2 separate regions of the Mus musculus genome follow, and region 1 is linked to region 2. The links are chromatin contacts, called in public HiChIP or PLAC-seq maps. All regions are on one chromosome and are shown on one strand. The core of a region is the stretch at or near the end of the contact, and the rest is flanking DNA. Distances in the headings are between cores, read along the strand shown. Region 1 overlaps Zmiz1 (zinc finger, MIZ-type containing 1). Region 2 has its middle 39 kb from the start of Gm31720.

Region 1 (5,607 bases), core at 1,827-4,326, 930 kb after region 2:
CACATGACTCTCCATCCTGTGTTTTCTTGTTTGCTAATGGCTTTAAGGGCAGCCATTTTCGGTTAGGTTCAGATGGAGCTTGCTGTCTAGATCACTGGGTAAGTCAGGCTCCTTCCCAGTCAGGATTTGGGTCCCCATCTGTCACATGGTGATAAGGACCTTCACTAGCTGCCTTGGAGAGCTCTTCACTGTGTTCTCTTTCTCGAATATTGATAATTTGCTCAGACTGATCTCGGACTTGAAATCCTCCCACCACAGTCTCCTGGGTGTCAGAGTTACAGTCCTGAACCAGCATGCCCAACTTCACAGGGCCACTTTGATGAACAAACCAGATGGACAAAGGACTCTGTGAAGAAGGTGGGGTGATGGACGAGATGGTACTCACAGCACTTGTCAAAGCTCTAAGCTTGGGCGCCCAGGAGTGTGGGGGCATTAGAGACTGATGGAGGCCTGGGCCCACCTTCCCAAACAACTACTTTGACTGGACATCAGACAATCACTTCCTTTTTAGCTCCATCCAAATGTTTGTGGAACTTGGAGTCCACCTTTCACACTACTGTGGCAGTCTTTCTCCATGCAGTGGAGGAAGGATAAGGGTCACGTATAGTGAACGCAAAAGGCAGTGACACCCATCACTCTGTTCAGTGGCCCTGTACAGGTGGCTAGATGAGTGCATGCTGTATGGCATTGCACAAGGATAGGATGTCTATTTGTGAGGTTCTGCCTGTGCTCTAGACCAGCTATGTGGCGTCCAGGCCTTTGTAGGGTGGTATCCTGTGGAATGAGGCTGTTGTTTCTGGGTCTTTGCTGGCTACAAGGGAACTGGCATTCGGTACCACCCAGCTCCCCTAACTTGAAGCCTGAGGTCACCTTTATCTGCTACCTTTGGTCCACAGGGCAATTGGGCACAGGCCCCGAAAAGGAGCCTGAGAAGATGGGGAACAAATCACCACCCATCTTAACCCTATGAGAGCTGCAGGCCTTATATTAACTCAGCAAACTGCTGTCCCTGGGCTTAGAGCTGTGGGATTCCAACTGAGCCCTGTGTCCAGTGGGTCCCTGGTGGTGCCAGCTTCCTGGCCGTTGCAAGGGTACAGAGGAGTAGAGAAAGGTCCTAGCAGAAATGAGTCCCAGGCACTCAGGGCAATTCAGGTAGACCTCACAGAGACACAAGCAGGGCTGCAGGGGCTTGGGGGGTCACGAGGCTTAGATAGAAGGCAGGCTAGAATGCATACAGACTTCAGAGGACAGAAAGGGTTTGGCTAGCTGGAGAGGTCACTCTGATTGAAGGGTGTGGGTGAGAGGACAGAGGTTTGGAATGGGTCTCGGGGAAAAGCAAACCCTCTCCCATTAGCCACCAGGGCTGCTCTGGCTCAGATGGCCTTGCCTCTTGGTGAACAGAGGCCCCAGGGTAAAGCAGATGGCCAGTGGAGGAGGGGCAGGGGTGGCCTCAGTCATGAGCCAAGCGAAGCCAAGTGGCCCACATAGTCCAGAGTTGAAGACCTTGGCACAAGCACTTGAGCTCTCAACTTGAAAGTTAATGATTCATTTGTGGCCAATTTCTGTTGGCATTTGCCTGGAAATTCCCAAGCCTGCCCCTTCCTTTGGCTTGGGAACTCCAAGAATACAGTCTCATTACTTTTGGCTAAGAGCATCTCACCCTCTCTCTGGGGAACAGCTTTTAAAACTGCTGTGAGACCTCTGCAGGTTATCCATGAGGGAGAACTGGTTCTGGTTGGTGGGTGAGGGTGGGTGGTTTGGGGTCTAATAAAGTTAGAGGCTCACCCTGACCCTGTGTGCCAAGTGTGGATGAAAGGAGCCCTGTTGATATTCATGATGTCCCCCAGTTAGATCAGAACAGATGTGACCAGAATTCAGTCTAAAGTAATGTGGAAAGTGTGCATCAGTTACAACCAGAGAGAGCAGGATTGGGCTGGGTAGAGAATGCACTGTCATATGCAAAGGCCCTGGGTCAAGACAGTCCAGAAGGGTTGAGTAATTGTCGTATGACTGGGGTACAGAGACTTCTGTGAATACAGCAATAAGTGAAGAGCTGGGAGACTGGGAGTTTGACCATGACAAGAACTCACAATAGGAAGTCAGAGGTAAAGCCAGGAGCAGTTGTTTGGTATTATGCCCATTTGGGTCTTGATTTTGCTGGTCAGCAAGACTTTCTAGATAGCCTGCTGGCAAGTTCTGCCCAGGGCCAGGCACCTGTGTGAAACCTGAATTAGAGAGAAGAGATCATATGTGACAACCCGAAGGGGGTGATGACAGGGATACACAGGAGCCCTGAACCTTTGGCAAGCGCACAAGGGAGGCTGGAGCATGACGTCATTCTGGGTCTTGAGGTGAACAGAGCAGTGTTGATTGGGGTCAACCTCAGGAATTCCATGCTCCCTGCAAGCTGTATCCAGCTACTCTGGAGGTCATCCCTGTCCCATGGGAGCCATGTGGCTTTCCCCAGTATCTGTCACTGTGTGTTCAGGCAGAGCCCAGGAGGGGACAGTTGATGGCAGAACAGGGTCTAATTTCAGAGTCTCACCTCTGTATCGGCTCGATGTACTCATTCCCCTACCCCATAGGTTCCTGAAACCTGAGGGACATTCCCTGAATCCCAGGCCACCCTTTCTGAATGATGGTCCAAGTATCTGAGAAAGGGACCTTTTGTCGCTCCCCACTTTGCAGACATCATTGTATAGCACAGTCACGCTCCCCACTTTTCTCCCAGTGAAACCTTTCCAGTCCCTGGTGTGATGGTAAACTTCTCCTCTCCATAAAACATCTCCCTGAGACAGCAGCTTGCTCCACCGAGGGTGTGATCCACGCTTGGCAGGGCCTCTGCTGCCGCAAGTGACAGCCCTGAAAAACATTCGGGAAGAGCAGTGTGTGCTGGGCATGGCTAGAGGAGCAGGGTCAGACTGAGCAGCCCAGCTGGGCCTGGGATCCTCACATGGCCTCTGGCTGCGGCTGCTCCCTCCACCGTGAGGCGGAGCAGTATCAGGTATCTCCTGGCTCCCACAGCCCTGGTGGTGTCTGGGTCCTTGGCATGGTTAGGCAGCAGTGGGGAGCCTGTCTCCCAAGGGTAGCATTGCCAGGCCTGTCTGTGGCTGGATACAGCAGGGCCTTGGACCTACAGCCTCCAGGCCTGCGTCACGCTGGCTTAGGTGTCCTGAATCAGAGCCAGGAAATGGATCTGCCGTACCAGTGTGGTGGGGATACTGACCAGGGCAGCTAGGGTGAACCCCAAGCTCCTGCCTCTGTACACTGAGGATGCTAGCCTCCTATCTATTATGCCTTATGCCTGTGCTCAAGCTGCTATTCCACCTAGTCAGCAGCTGCCCCTCAAACAGGTCCAAGCAGTATTCGGTCTTTACCAAGACTGTCCCCCTTATTCCACTCCCCAGTTACCCTCAGGGCAATTTCCTCCCCCAGGAATGCCCCCAGGAATTACTTCAGTGAATCCTTCTTCTGCCACCATTGTCCTGTCTTCTCTGCACCAGCTCCCCATGGGCCTCTTGTTTGGGCTCCATCATTGTATAGCACAGTCACGTTCTCTTGCAATGGGTTCCCCACTGCCGCTGCCATTAGCCCCTGAGGGCCTTGAGACTTGTTTATTTGTGCATCCCGCAGGCCTGATATATAGTAGGTGCCCAATAAAAGCAGGCTGGATTTAATTAAGAGGCTCCTGAAGGCGGTGCCGGAGTCTCCCTTTGTTAATGATGTGGGGGAAGAGCAAAGGGTTCTAGCAAGTGCAATACCTTACCTCCCTGCCCCCACATACCCCTACCCAAGGTGACTGCTGGGGCTGGGGCTGGGGCTGGGGCCAGCCTGCTGCTGGCCTCTCTCCAGCCTGTGCCTTCCTTGCTGGCAGGAGCCAGCTCCCCGGGCTGCCCGAGTGATCACTCCAGAAAACACCCCAGTGGAAACTGCATGAATGATTGATAAGGGCTGAGAGCTGTTTAATATTTTCCTCCTGTTTAATGGCTATCAATAATTTAATACGCTCTCTGTATGTTTTTAAGAAATAGCACCCATTTTGCCGTCTCCGGTTTAGCGGGCTAAATGATTTAAGTGTTGGAAGTGTGCTCAGAGGGTTGAGGTGGAGCGAGCGAGTCAGAAATCTGGAGTCTGGAGCGGGTGGCAATGAGGGCCACCACAGCATCTTGGCCTGGGATGAGTGTGTGTGTGTGTGTGTGTGTGTGTGTGTGTGTGTGTGTGTGTGTGTGTGTGTTCAAAATGGCCCATGCCTTTCTGCTAAGAGCAAGATAATTGCTTTTCTGGAGCCCCACTGAACAGCAGCTAAACAGCTGTTGCTCCCCCAAACCCTGCCCCATGCTAAGCATGAGGCTCTGGGGGCTCAGGAGCTGGGAAGGAGCTCGACTGGTTCTACCACCGTGGGATGAACCCCCCCCCAGCCTTACCCCTCCCCCCTCCTGAAGCTTTTAGATCATTGTTAACGATGTGTTCTGACCATTGCACTGGAGGGCTGATATCTTCCAGATGGGTTTGGGATGGTGGAGAGAGATATTCAAAGCTGATAATCTCTGGGCCCAGAAGGACCTGGAAGGTCACCTGCCTGTGTTGCCTATCTTTCCAGATGCAGAAGATCACCTGGGAGGTCTTGTTAACAATTTAAATTCCTGGGCTGTCTTCCAGACCTGCATTCTCTCCAGGGAGAGGACAGGACACTGTGGGTTCAGCAATCATCTGAGTGATTTGGTCCTCAGGGGAGTTTGAGAAATTGAAGTCCAGCTTGCGTCTGATCTACCTGTGACCTCGTGGGGCCCTCCCTCTACCTGAATACCTTTAGGGATGCTGTTCTCTCCCTACTCACCCCTACACATACAAACAGCTGCCTTTCCAGCAGACCTCTCCCCAGGGACCTGGCCGTGCTGTGGCTCACCCATGCATGAGGCTTCCTTTCTTAGTAAAGGGTGTCTGAGGTGGGGAATAGGTGCTATGGCCTCTGTAGAGTGAGCTGGCTTCCTCAGGTGGCTGTTAGCTGGAATTGTTGCTGGCACAGTAGGGACAGAAAAAGACCCAAGACCCACAACATCTTGACCTATTGGCCCTCATGCCTTCCACGGAAGAGGGAAAACAGACTTATCCAAGATGACTGAATGAGCCTACCTTTCAGATGGGTGGTGAACTAAGGGGCTAGTGGTCACACATACATTTAAAACAGGGCTGGAGCTGGGAAGATGAAGACAAGAGGTTGGTTGTATGTGCCTAGACCCTAGCACTGGGACTCAGTTGAGACTCTGTTGCCCAGCAGGGTGTGGAGGCTGGCATGCAGGCTGAGCCTGAGGGCTACCCGGAGGTACTTCAGAGGAGTCAATTCCTATGCCTCTTCCTTGGCCCTTCAGGCTCTGTGGTCTTATTTTAATAGGTAATTATGGGAGAATGGCACACATTTATAGTGCCATCTACAACAAGAGAACCCCTTAATTCTCCCCCATCACGGAAATCTCTTTGCATCCCCAAGTTCAGCTTCACCTTCGGTCTTCACTGATGGTAAAGCGTCTCTTCATCTGATGCTGGCCTATGATCTGTGTCACCTGGAGACAGATCACTGTAGGATTCAATTCTCTGGGAGACTAAGGA
Region 2 (5,976 bases), core at 2,045-4,544:
CCCCATAGATCCATAGGGAATGACACTATTAGGAAGTGTGACCTTGTTGGAGGAAGTATGCACTGTGGAGGTTGGCTTTGAGATCTCAGAAGCTTCAGAGCAGGCTCAGTGGCTTGCAGTCACAGGAAGACCTGCTGCCTGTGGATCCAGATCTCTCAGTTAGAACTCTCAGTTCCTCCTCCAGCACCATGTCTACCTGCATAGCACCACACTTCCTACTATAACACTAATAGACTCTGAACTATAAGCCAGCCCTAATCAAATGTTTTCCTTTATAAAAGTTGCCATAGACATGGTGACTCTTCACAGCAAGAGAACCCTAAGACATGAAGTTTGGGGAGTAGGCTAACAAGACCCAAAGACTTTAAACATTCCAAAGATTTTAGTAATTATATGCTAGGAAACAAGAACAAAGAACAAATACATACTTCAGCATATCACAGCATTATAATACACACATCATTTACATTTTTCTAGTGGCCAGCAGCATATTTTAGAAAATTCAAATGTCCAAACTGTGATTTCAATACATAGTCAATATAAACACATTATTATTGAGGGGTATTATTTTCTTTCTATACATGCTTTTAAAATAAACATATAACAATCACACAATTTTATGTGATATATGTGTAATTTGATACATATCCAATGTGTAATTACTAAATCAGGGTAGTTAGCATATCTATATCATGTGACACCATTTCTTTCAACTGGAAAACTTTGAAATTCTCTCTTCTAGTTCTTTATACAACAAATGGCCATAAACTTCAGTCACCCCACTGTGCTGTAGAACACCAGACTTAATTCCTTTCAAGTATGTATAGTTTGGTGCCCATTGCCTAGGTTCTCTCCTGTGCCGATTTCTCTAAGGTTTGGAAAACCAGTGTATGCTTTATACTTCCCTGGGTCTTAGTTCAGACACTCAGTTTTCAGTGGTTCAAATGAAATTCAGCCTAGTGAAAAAATATGTTGAGTTAGTATTCTACAACTTGACAGAAGTTACAACTGTCTGGGAGTTGGGTCTCTGGGCATGCCTGTGGGGGCAATCATGGTTTCGATGAGAAGACATGCTCCGTGCTCACGGTGAATATCACTGTTCCCTGGCTGGGATCCTGCACTGTGTAAGTAGAGAAAGGAAGTTGAGTAGCGCATGCTTGTTACTCTCTGCTTCCCAATTGTGGCTGTGATGTTACCATCTACTTGGAGGTCTGGCTGCCTTGACTTCCTGCCTCAACATAGTGGGCTGTTCCCTAGAACTGGGAGCCACAATGAAGCCTTTCTTCCTTAAACTGTTTTTGTCAGAATATTTTATCACAAAAACAAGAAAAACGAAAACAGTTGTATTTAGTGAAACATATTTTATTGTTTTAGTTATCTTTCTTCCTTTTATTGTTTAAAGATTTCATACATGCACGTATGTTTTGCTGAACTCTCCCCCCTCATTCTCTCCTCTCAAATCCTCCCTTATAACCTCCACCACTTTCCTCCCCAGCTTCATGTGGTATGTTTTTAAATCCCCTGAGTCTACTTAGTGCTGTGTGTATGAGCATGGGTGTGGAACCATCTACTGGAACATGGGAAACCTCTCAGGGACCATACATGTCCCTGAAGAAACCTAGTTTTCCTAAAGCAGTCATTAATTGACAATAGCTTCTTAGCTGGAGTGGGTGTTCAAGAGCCTTTCCCCATCCTTGCTGGGTTTAAGCTGACTTGATCTTGTGCAGGTCTTGTACATACGTACATACGTACATACATACAGTCACAGCAGCATGAGCTCATGTGTCCAATGGCCCTGTGATGTCTGGTAAATACCATCTTGCTGCAGATGTCTACTACCTCTGTCTCTTAGAATCTTTCTGTCCTCAGCCTAGTTTAAGATTTACCTCAGTTCACTATCCGTAAAATAGAACAACACAATAAGCTGCTGCCTAGGATGCATCCAGAGATGCAAGGGGTACACTGTGACTGATGAGATGGCACCTCAGGGTTCCACCCTCTATATACTCTTTGTAACATGGGCAGGACTCTGCTTGGAGAAGGATGGTCATTACTAGTTTTCAGCAGGCTTATGGTGTGAGGTAACAGGTGGCATTTTTCAATCCACACAAACAAACCCAGCTTCTGAGCTCCCTCATCCTACAGAAAGCTTGCTTTTTTATTTACAGCTTTGGATTGATCTGGATCGATCTTTCCTCAAACCTTTCCATCAAGAGAATGAAAACAAAGGAGGAAGGAGAGAAAGTTGGGCGTCCTAAATCCTTCCTCCCTCGGTCTGGCCAGCTTCCCACTAGTGTGTCAAAATATAGCCAGAGCTGCGAGGCCAGTAAGTTGGCCCAGAGAAGCCCTCTGCCTTTCTCTGCAAAAGAGCCCACTGCAGGCTCACCCAGCCACATCTGTGCTCCTGTCAAGTAAACAAAGACCATGTACTGCTCTCAGGCAGGCACTAACATTAGCTGAGTAAGAGCTCTTTGGGGACCAAGGAAAGGAGACTCTCATTTGAAAATGAACCACTGTACGTGGATTTATAGCACTGCTTTTCCGACGGAGAGCATGGAATATTTTTCTCTGGGAGATTAGGGTTTACTAGTGGATTCAAGTGTAACTTCAGTGAGTGGTTGGAGGTATTAGATGTGGCAGTATCACAGTATTGTTTTATTGGCAATTAGATTTCAAACTGGCACGAATGTATGAAAATAAGTCTCAATTATGGGCCTGTGAAGTTTCTCCACCATCTGTCAACAGTTTGCTCCTTATGCCATAGCATGTGTACCTTTGGAGGGAAAAATGATTTAATAGACCGAGAGAGGGGAGGGACAGCTCTCAGAATCACTTTGGAATTTGTACCAGGTGCCTGTACTTATGATTTCTGATGCAGAGAGAAATTTAGAGTCAAATGTGCATGCATGGATGTGTATCTACACAATACGTAAACACACCTTTGAAAAATCTCCAACTGGCAGAGATGGAATACAACTTTGGCAGGCAAGAACCCAAGTTTCCCACTTTACAGCTGCAAAGGATGAAGTTTGCTGGGGGTCAGGGACATGTGTAAGTGTCACACATGGGGATGCTGGAGCTTTAGCCAGTTGCACAATGTTCTGCTGGTAAATGTGTGCCAGTTGGTTCTCTGCAATTCTTCCAGCCCTGGATTGAAGCCCTTGTCCATTTCCCTGGTGTAAACACGCTCTCTGTGCCTGATGTCAGCCAGCGATGCGAGGTCCCTGAGCGTGAGGTCTGGCAGAGCCAGCTCTGGGCTTCAGCGGCTAGGGACCTGAGGGTGCTGATGCAGTTTGTGGCACGTCTGTTCAGCACCTGCTTCCCCTCCTGGGCGGAGTGTTCTGACTGTTCCGGGGGTACCCTCTGCTCAGCCTATTGTGTTTGTATGGAATGACTCCATCATGACGCGTGACCTAGGGACCAGGTTGTCTAGTTTATGCTGTCTCTCCACACACTGATTGCTTAGGGATGCCTGTGACCCAGGATGACTCTGAGTCAGGTGCAATCAAGACTTTGATAGGACTGAGAGGCTACAGATCTTTGGAGTACTTGGTGGTTCCTTTGTCCCATAGGAGCAGTGCTGTCAGAGAGTAGAGATAAACAGGGAGAAAAACAAGGCCAAGAGAAGAGGAGGAGGAGCTCTTGGGCCAACTCCTGCTTCAAGCTTCATTTCTGGACTTTTTATTTAACAGAATCAATAAAATGCCTTGTTTCTTTATCAACTGGTTTACTCCCCGCAGGCAAGGTCCTAAGAAACAAGTTTGCCTCTGGGGCCTATACTAGGAAATCTCTAGGGTCTTTGGGACCTGCTGATTGGCCAGAGTGCTAGTGCCTCAAAGCTATAAACCCTGTCTAACACGGCCACTCTTAAAACTAGTTTGGTGTCGGGTAAGTTGAAGATACTCAATAAATCTCTGTTAACTGTCTTGATATGGCTATTTTATTGTGTTTCCGTAACAAATATCTTCCAGCCTCAGTGGCTGCTGCGCTGCAGATCCATTCTTTGCTCGTGCTGGCTGTCATTTTTGTTGGCTGTGACTCTGCTCTCTAGGACACAGCTCAGTAAAATAATTCCTGCTTGGGGCATGCTGATCTTATGGCAGAGGGGGAAAAGTAGTACAGGTAGAAGCTTGGGGGTTTCTCCTAAAGGGGTTTCTGCTTAGATATTGTTACTTGTCTTTATGGTCATGTGACCAATATAAGCCACACAATGGGGCCACAAGCACGGGCAGGGAGTCATGATTTACATTGCTAATGTTTGAGACATGAAAATAGGAAGTAATATACAGGTAGTTGTAGCCTCCCCTCCCCCAGCCTTAATGGTTCCACTGTTTACACCTGGATGGAGCTTGCCAGCTCAATCGTTCTGCCACGCCCACTGCTGGAACCTGCCACTTTGCTGTTCGGAATCGTACATGTGGGCACCCTGCTACTAGACCCCAAGATTATTTGGCGGGAATTGGGCCCCTCCCCCTTCCTTCATAACGGAGTGCCAAAATAGTAAAAATTGAACCTTGAGCAGAGATCTTTGTCTTGGTTCCTTCCTTATCTCGCGCAGCCCAGCCCTTCTTCTCTTCCAGGTTTCCAAAATGCCTTTCCAGGCTAAAACCCAAACCTGTGATCTGCTGGCCGGACACAACAGGTAGTTACACATTTTAAGAGAGAATATGGAAACACAAAAGGCTTTATCTTGAGAAATCAAGCATTTGAATATCCACAGACCCAGAAATACCATTGCTTTATGTGGTAACCCCAGAGCCCCTTGTGTATGGTGCATGGGCACCACTGAGAGATGTACAAATGAGATTCCAGCATGCTCAGGATGCCACCCAGCCCACCACCACTCATTCACATACCTGTCAACGAGTGAATTACATGAGTCAGAAAAGAGAATGCTTAGCAACTGAAAATAAAAGAATACTCATGCAGGCAACCCTAGTTAAACCAGGGGTCCCAGACAAAATGACACAATAAACATGTAGATAAGAGGAAGACTTAGTGAGGAGAAAGAGTTTAGCTGGAGTGAGGGGGGTGAGACAGGGCAAAGGGGACAGAAAATGATCAAAATATATTATATACATTCATGACATTTGTCAAAGAACAGTAAAAATGAATCAGCCTTGGCCTTCCAAAATACATGTCTGAAACATATTAGAAATAATATTGACCGATATAAGCAAATCTACAGAAAAGCCCACATGTAGCAATTCCAATTTTGCTCTTCATTTGTATGTTAAAACACTGTATAAAAACATAAGGGAATGATAAACACACAATTTAGAATTCAGTGCCTTTGTGTAGGTGATGCAGGAGAATAAGGTAGGCGCAGACAAATGGCTGGTGACATTCTGGCACTGAGTGAGGTAGAGGGTTGAAGGAGAAGGGGAAGCCACTCTTGGGTACCACCCTGCCCTGGGACATCCAGTCCCAGCAGGACTAAGCAGATCTTCTCCCACTGAAGCCCAATCAGGTAGAAGGATGGCCATCTTACTATCAGACAGTTTAATCTGCATCTGCTAATTTACTCTCACATTGCTGTGATCAAATAGTATCCACACAGAATTAGAAAAAAATGAAAAAAAAAAAACCCACCATGAAACAAGGAAGTAATTTAGGTTTGTTGTTGCTTCTTTCTTTCTTTTTTGGAGTTTTGGATTGAACTTAGGGCCCCGAATATTTTAGGCAAGGTCTCTACCTATGAACTCTACCTCCAGTCTCAAAAAATAATTTAGAAACCGACAAATGTGATTATAAAGAAGAGCTGTCTTTGAAAGTGGGATGCTTCAAAGCAAATTTGGCCAGATGTGTTTGGGGACAAAGTTCAGGGATTTGGGGGTCACGGGTAGAACATGGACTATCCTAGCCCCTTGAAAGAGGCCTTTGGCTCAGATCACTAAGCCTGTCCATGCCAGAGAAGAATCTGAGTCTTCAATGGGCCAATGCCACTGTCATGAGGCAGAGATTTCACCTACAATG

What was found. HiChIP or PLAC-seq counts read pairs in DNA pulled down with a chosen protein or histone mark.
Region 1: a contact with region 2 is called in an H3K27ac HiChIP or PLAC-seq map of VIP interneurons, with 5 times the contacts expected there. The contact joins two enhancer-like sites. A contact is called at or near these places in 3 of 115 datasets of contacts at active chromatin or transcription factors (VIP interneurons, astrocytes and embryonic basal ganglia).

Annotation. Positions count from the first base shown.
Region 1 is chr14:25,494,840-25,500,446 of GRCm38.p6, forward strand. All of the region lies in intron 1 of Zmiz1 (zinc finger, MIZ-type containing 1), which reads left to right. Among named protein-coding and RNA genes, the nearest start is that of Mir3075, 37 kb to the right of the region's middle. Within about 2 kb of position 3,077, at least 100 of the 459 cell types and tissues checked have an H3K27ac peak or open chromatin away from gene starts, as enhancers often do. A contact at or near this core is called in VIP interneurons, where this site is marked.
Region 2 is chr14:24,562,702-24,568,677 of GRCm38.p6, forward strand. No RefSeq gene overlaps it. Among named protein-coding and RNA genes, the nearest start is that of Gm31720, 39 kb to the left of the region's middle. Within about 2 kb of position 3,295, at least 22 of the 459 cell types and tissues checked have an H3K27ac peak or open chromatin away from gene starts, as enhancers often do. A contact at or near this core is called in VIP interneurons, where this site is marked.